Regions from separate parts of the Sus scrofa genome. Here region 1 is linked to region 2. Evidence: chromatin contacts called from public HiChIP or PLAC-seq data. All regions are on one chromosome and are shown on one strand. The core of a region is the stretch at or near the end of the contact, and the rest is flanking DNA. Distances in the headings are between cores, read along the strand shown.

Region 1 (3,939 bases), core at 1,154-3,653, 120 kb after region 2:
TTGCAGGAAATTCCTACCAACGTATTTCAGGTGATGTGGTTGCTGGTCAGCAATTTTCTCTCAAATGATGCAGGAAAAAAATTATTTGTGTTATATTTGCAAACTTTCTCTAGATTTGAGATGATCTTCAAAATAAAAAATATGATAATAAAATATGATAATATGATATGAAAATATGATAATAAAATATGATAATAAAATAGTACAGGGTAAGGTGTTGAGGAGGGTGGGGCCAGGGAGGGGCCAGGAGGGGGAGCTGCAGCATTACAGGGCTGTGAGGGTGGGTCTGGATGAGAAGGAGGCATTCAAGCAAAGACTTAAAGGAGCGGAGTTCCTGTCATCGTGGCTCAGCAGTTAATGAGCCTGACTAGCATCCATGAAGATGCAGGTTTGATCCCTGGCCTTGCTCAGTGGGTTAAGGATCTGGCGTTGCCGTGAGCTGTGATGTAGGTCGCAGGTGTGGCTTGGATCTGGTGTTGTTGTAGCTGTGTAGGCCGAGTGGCTACAGCTCCGATTGGACCCCTAGCCTGGGAACCTCCATGTGCTTCGGTGTGGCCCTAAAAAGAAAAAGAAGAAAACTTGAAGTAGCAAAGGTGAGGGGTGGTGGTGAAGAAAATATCCTGGAAAGACCATTCTAGGTAGGAGCAGACATAGCCTGGTCTCAGAGAAGCAAGGAGGCCTGTAACTGATGAGGGAGGCGAGGAGTGGGGGTCAAGGTCCTGGAGAAAGTCGTGGGGGAATGAAAACCCCCAGGGCCCTGTGGGCCATTGTAGGGACTTTGGCTCTTACTCTGAGTGAATCATGTAGCTGCTACAGAATTGTGAACAGAGTGACACAATCTGACTAGTTTTCCATTATGGCTCAGTGGTAACAAACCCAACTAGTACCCATGGCCCTGCTCAGTTGGTTAAGGATCCGGCATTGCTGCAAAGCCTCGGTGTAGGTCCCAGATAAGGTTCAGATCTGGTGTTGCTGTGGCTGTGGTGTAAGCCAAAGCTGCAACTCCAATTCAACCCCTAGCCAGGGAACTTCCATATGCTATGGGTGCAGCCATAAAAAGAAAAAAAAAAAAAAAAAAAGGATATTTATGGAGGTGGGAAGTCTCCAATATCTGTAGAGTAAATTGACAAACTGGAAACCCAGGAATGCTGATGGTTTAGCTTCATCAAAATCATAAGGCCTGAGAACCAGGAGAGCTGATAGTGTAAATTCTAGTCTGAAAGCCAGCAGGTACAAGACCCTAGAAGAAAGAGGCTGATGTTTCAGTTCAAGTCTCAATCCTGAAAAAGACCCATGTGCCAGTTCAAGGCAGTCAGGCAGGAAGAGTTCCCTCTTTCCCTGGGGATAGTCAGCCTTTTTGTGCTAGTCAGATCTTCAACTGATTGGATGAGGCCCACCCTCTTTTAGGGAATCCCCTAATTCTTTTTTTTTTTTTTCAGGGCTCCACTCGTGGCATATGGAGGTTCCCGGGGCTAGGGCTGGAGGTGTAGCCACTGGCCTATGCCACAGCCACAGCAACGACAGATCCGAGCCACATCTATGACCTACACCACAGGTCAGGCAACACAGAGTCCTTAAACCACTGAGCGAGGCCAGGGATGGAACCTGCGTCCTCATGAATGCTAGTCAGATTCATTTCCCATGAACCACAATGGGAACTCCCATTTTTTTTATTTTATAAGGGCCACACCTGCAGCATACTGAAGTTTCCAGGCTAGGGGTCAAATCGAAGCTGCAGCTGCCGGCCTAAGCTACAGCTACAATGCCAGATCTGAGCCACATCAGTGACCTACCAAGAGGCTTGCAGCAACGCCTCTTAGCCCACTGGGCCAGACCAGGGATCAAACCTGCATCCTCCGGGATACTAGTCAGTTGGTAATTGCTGAGCCACAACAGGAACTCCATTAAGAGAATTCCCTAATTCTTAACTGGGCCAGTTTCTGAGGTTGAAAGCCCCCCTTCAAAAATGGCTTTTCAGGGGTTCCTGTTGTGGTGTAGCGGAAACAAATCCGACTAGTATTCCTGAAGATGCGGGTTCATCCCTTGCTTTGCTCACTGGGCTGGGGTTCTGGCTTGGCCGCGAGCTGCGGTGTGGGCCGCAAATGAGGCTATGATACCGAGTTGCTGTGGTTGTGGCTCCGACTCCACCCCTAGCCTGGGAACTTCCATTTGCCGGGAATGCACCCCTCGCCCTCGCTCCCGCCCGCGCCAAAAGCAGCAAAAGAGCCTTTTCATGCGCCCGCTGGACTAGGACTACATTGCCCAAAGGCCGTCTCGTTCCCCTCTTTTCTCCTTCCTCTTACGTTTTTACATCAAGGCCACGCCCCTCTGCGCGTGTCAGCCAATAGCGCATTACCTCTTGCGATGGCATAAACAGGACGAGGGCGGGAACGGTTCCGGAGCCTTAGGGGCGGGTCCTGTGGCCCGGGCCTCGTCTTTTGAATCGCAGACGCAGATTCGCTGTGGTAACGCGGCGCAAGCTAATTCTGTCAAGAGTCAGGACTTGGAGAAAGAGGGCTGGCGTTAGTCAAGCGCAGGAGTTAAGAAAGACATTATTAATCTCTCGCCCCGGCTGCTGTCCGGTTTAATCTTCAACCTTCTCCTCCAGGAAATGAATCTGCTGCCGCAGCTCGAGAGTCCAGTGACTCGGCAGGAGAAGATGGCGACGGTGTGGGATGAGGCTGAGGTGCGCGGCGGGAGAGCTTGGGGTCTTGGAGCCAGGGGCCAGCGTAGAGATGCTCTTGTCAGGAGGGGAGGCGGTGGCTGGGGGCGGGGGGGGTCAAGAGCTAGCCCGGTCCGGGGGTTGGGGCCGCTGGGGATGTGGGCAAGGGTCTTATGGTTTTATGGATGAGGAAACTGAGGCTGAGCTCACAGTCATCAGTTAGCTGCCCTGAGTTTAATAAAAAAATTTTTTCACAGCAAGATGGAATCGGGGAGGAAGTACTCAAGATGTCCACAGAAGAGATCGTGCAGCGCACACGGCTGCTGGACAGTGAAATCAAGGTGGGCGCACAACCCCTGATCCCAGCTGCTACTCTCACGTCTTTCTCGACCTCCCTAGGGGCGGTGTGGGGACCGCCCTCTGACCAGGAAAAGAGAGAAGAAAACTAAGCTTTAAAAGGGACCAGAAGAGAGGGTAGCAGGAGACCAGGCCTGAGAGGAGGACTCATCAGACTGCCTTTCCCAGCGAGGTCTTTCAGTCTTCCCCTGGAGAATCCCTTTTTTAGGAAGTCCCCGTTTTACAGATGAAGAAACTGAGGCTCACAGAGGTTTTTTTTTACTCTGGTGAAGTACACAGCCTGTAACAAAAGGCAGAAGCTAAAATCTCTGTTTGGTTGACTAAAGTCATGTTCTTTTTCCCTTTACTCCAGCTATTTCGCCAGGAGGTGTCCAGACTGGCCTCCTGTTTTGACCTCTGCTGGTTGTGGACACAGCCTGAGCTTTCAGGGAGCCTTAGAGCTGAGAGCACCGGTGCAGGAGGGTCCCTTGGGCAACCTGGACTTCACTAGTTACAAGGCCTTAGGACAAGCTGAGAGCTAAGGCTGAATGTTTGCTTCCACTTACCCCTACCCCAGATCATGAAGAGTGAAGTGTTACGAGTCACCCACGAACTCCAAGCCATGAAGGACAAGATCAAAGAGAACAGTGAGAAAATCAAAGTGAATAAGACCCTGCCGTACCTGGTCTCCAACGTCATCGAGGTGTGTGTGTATGTGGAGGGGAAGAGAGAGGGTCACTGGGGCTTGGAGATAACCTGCAAGGGGACCATTGGGGAAAGAGTGGGTGGGCGTTTGGAGGCCTAATCGCATGTAAGGGGCATCCTTTTTAGGGTTTCCTTTGTAGAGTGAATTTCCAGGGGAGATACATGGGGCTGAAGAGGCCTCCTCACGTTTCCTTTCCTACTGGCTGTTTTTCCTTGAGGGGTAGATGACCTCCGTG
Region 2 (3,575 bases), core at 499-2,998:
ATATGCTGCAAGTGCGGCCATAAAAAGAAAAAAAAAAATGTTTTCATTAAATGACACATAAAACTGTTAACAAGATCAAATATCAGCATTATAAATGTATATAAAATGGTAAACTGCACAGTGCAATTAGGAAATATGATAGTGTAAAATTTAGGGGCTAATTGTTCTGATCTATATGGTATCATAAACACTGTGATTAGATTTTTTCTTCCCCCAAGGGGGAAAGAAGTGCTTCCAACACATGGGAAAACACTTGAGGCTTCGGCTTGGGAGTCCATCAGTTTTTTGTGGTAAGGTATAATCAGTATTTGTGGGTATGAGAATTATTTGCTCTGGGAAGCCAGATGTTATAGAGAAATCATTTGCAAACCAAACCCATGAGTTACTTGCGTGTTGCTGGGGCCAAAGGGTCCCAGAACTAAGTTTTCTTTCTCTATCTGTATTTTACTATTCCACGATGTGTAGAAACTGTGGAATAAATGACATTGGCCTTTAAAACAAACAAACAAACAAACAATGAGTTCCCATAATGGCTCAGTAGTAAGAACCCCAAGTGGAATCCTTAAGTACTCTGGTTCCATTCCTGGCCTCACTCAGTGAATTAAGGATCTGCGAAGTCCTGAGCTGCGTCGAACTGTAGCATAGGCCAGCAGCCACAGCTCAGATTGTATCCCTAGCATGGGAACTTTCATATGCTGGGGGTGCAGCCCTAAAAAAAGCCAACACCCCAAAAAAACAAAGGAACGATCGAACTATTGTACTGTTTGCAGTCCACCTAGATCTTGGGATTCCTGGGTCACTCTGAAGGTCTTCAGGGACCTTACCTGGGTTATTGAAAAAAAAAAAAATCATGAAATTCCTATCATGGCACAGCAGAAGCAAATCCGACTAAGAACCACGAGGTTGCGGGTTCCATTTCTGGCCTCGCTCAGTGGGTCAAGGATCGGGCGTTGCTGTGAGCTGTGGAGCAGGCCGGCAGCTGTAGCCCCGATTTGACCCCTAGCCTGGGAACCTCTGTATACGGAGTGTGCGGCCCTAAAGAGCAAAAAACAAAAAACAAACAAACAAAAAAAGAAACTTAAAAAGAAAAAAAAATCGTGGAGAAGAAGGTTAGGGCTGGAAAATCAGTCTCTTAACAGCACCTTTATGAGCTTCCCAGCGCTGCAAGGATTTTTGCAAGGTTGTGTGCTCATACAGCCAATCATCCTGCTAACTCTGAAAGCTTGCAATACACTCACATTCCACATCTCAGTAGAGAAGGAAGGCCTGGATACTGCTGCTTGTCCGTTGGGTAGAAAGGAGGGTGTGTCATGTGCCCAGCGCTGGCCAAGCACCATCCCATTCACTCATCCATTCATTCATCAAATATTTTATTACGCGCATATTCAGTTCCAAGCAGAGGTCCTAGCCCACCAGTTCATCCAGAACTCCTGTGGGTGCGGGGCGCAGAGCCGAGAACTTCAGCTTCTTAAGCCAGGGGTCCTCCCACTCTTCCCAAGAGCAGTGCTGGGAGACAAAGAGACGTGCCCCTGCCGCTCCTAGGGCTGAGGGTTCCGCCCCAGGCCCCGGGGGCTCTGGCGCGGCTGCTTCTCCACTCCCCAGCCCCAGGGGGCGCTGCAGTGCCGGGCGCTCTGCCCGCCCCTGCGCGGTGCTCCGCTCGGATCCGCGCTGCGGGCGGCCCCGCGGTGGTACGTTCCCCCTCGCCGCCCTCCCCCTCCTGCTTGGCCCTCCCCGCCGGTGGTAGGTGCCGGAAGTGCCGCCATTTTGGGGTGTTCTGCTCTGGCGGCAGCGGCAGCGGCGGTGGGACGCGGAGGCTCCCCCGGGACTCGGCCTCAGCAGCGAGGCGGCGGCAGCGGCGGCGGCTGCGAAGGCGCAGGCAGCAGCTGAGGCAGCGGCGGGCTAAGGTGCAGCCGCTGGTGAGTGCGGCGGCCGCGGGATAACGGGCCGCGGGTGGGAGGGAGGGAACGAGGGAGGGAAAGGGGCAGGAGGGAGGCGCCGCGGGGCGGGTCCGGTCCGGGCAGCCGCGGGTCACAGGGCCCTCCGAGCGCGGCCGCTCCTAGTTCGCCGCGTCGTGGAGGCAGGTCTGCGGTCTCCTCGCGTGTGTCGGGGTCCTCCGCTGCCCGGGTTCCGCTGCGCTTGCCCAGCGCGTGCCCCCGTGCCTAGGGAGACCCGCCCTCCTCGTGGCCTTGCTTCTTTCCGCGCCCTTTGCCTGCACTCTCGGGGCCCAGAGGACTCAGTTCTCTGTCTAGGGGTAGTCGTTCCTCCTTTTTCCTGCCGCGGTGCCAGACCCAGGCTGCCTGCCCAGGACACCCCTTCCCTGCTCCTGTCGCCCCACGTGTTCTTGGTGCCTACCGTGGGGGGGTCCCCAGGACCCCTGCCTCTAGAGGGCTGAGCTTCCCCCGTGGTGCCTCGAGAGCCCCTGGTTGCTCGCCCCAGATCTGCTAGGGCCCTGGCTCGCCCTCCCCCCCATGTCAGGTGCTCACCCAGTCATGGCCTAGTAGCGGGGCTGGAATCTCGCACCCAGAAGCGCGGTGAGCTTTTTTCGTTAAGTACTTGGTTTGGATTTAAAGCCGCTGGTGTCTTGTGGTTCTCAAGGCAGGATGTTGTTTGAATTCTCTAGGACTGTTGCATGGGCTCTAAGTAGCTTCTCCTTGGTTTAGTCTTGTCCTCGTAGTTAAGGGATAGGTGGTGAGATTTTGGTCGGAGCCCGTTTTAGCAAAATGGAATCTTTTTCTCGCCAGCGAAGTAAATACTGTACTTTTTATTACTCTCGAGTGAAAAGGCTGTATAACAGTTTCAGATAGCACTGAGTGCTTTATAATGTCTGCAGTGTAAGAGGTTACAAATACCAGAGGAATCCTTTACAGAAACTTCACCGTTAATGAAGGTCTTTTCACTCTCTTTGATTCCCTGCAGTTTGGAGAGGCTTTAATTGCTTTCTTTCACCTTTTCCGCAAATGTTGGGTGGGATCTTTTCCACAAGTGTGACATCTTGTAGAGTGGTATGCAAGTTTCATTTTCTCCTTAAATTTTTGGTGAAGAAGAGTCTTCTCTCAGAATCACCAAGGGTTCGTTCTGTTTTAACATTAATAAGTCTACTTGGAAAATCATCCAGTTATCATAGCATAGTTATATATAACTATGGCTACAGGTCCCTCCTCTACCCCTGTGTTTTGATATTCTTCTAGCTTTACTTTGTGTGGTTTCTGATCTTGAGTTAGTCCTGATTGAAACATTGCTGTTAGTAAAGCAAAGCCGGCGCTTTCAGCTGTTGATTTAACCAGGAAGTTTATGGTTTCCCCAGTGGTTCTTTCCTCTTGACTGTCCACCACCTGTTTCCATTAAGAACGGTTCTCCGCCCAGAGCATAAGCCTCAGCTTCTTTCCAACCATTCATTCTTGTCCAGGGGCTTTCTTCTCAGGTGGTGCCTAGACTTAAAGTCTATTAGCTGGTGGGGTTATTAGAGATAGCCTTTTAAGCTTTTCCAACCCTTTCACTTTTCAGATGAGGAAACTGAGGTTAAGTGACTTACTTGCTCAAGATTAGGTAGCAAGTGCTCTTAGAACAGTTTCCAC

The links. HiChIP or PLAC-seq counts read pairs in DNA pulled down with a chosen protein or histone mark.
Region 1: a contact with region 2 is called in an H3K27ac HiChIP or PLAC-seq map of alveolar macrophages. The contact joins the promoter of PSMC3 here to the promoter of CELF1 in region 2. A contact is called at or near these places in 1 of 5 promoter capture datasets (liver), 9 of 47 Hi-C or Micro-C datasets (alveolar macrophages, embryonic fibroblasts, fetal heart ventricle and 3 more) and 2 of 2 datasets of contacts at active chromatin or transcription factors (alveolar macrophages and skeletal muscle).

Annotation. Positions count from the first base shown.
Region 1 is chr2:15,183,079-15,187,017 of Sscrofa11.1, forward strand. PSMC3 (26S protease regulatory subunit 6A) reads left to right here and starts at 2,404. Exons shown (of 12, transcript XM_003122809.3): 1 at 2,404-2,686; 2 at 2,920-3,003; 3 at 3,576-3,701. The coding sequence starts at 2,612.
Region 2 is chr2:15,064,776-15,068,350 of Sscrofa11.1, forward strand. CELF1 (CUGBP Elav-like family member 1) reads left to right here and starts at 1,749. Exons shown (of 16, transcript XM_021083082.1): 1 at 1,749-1,916.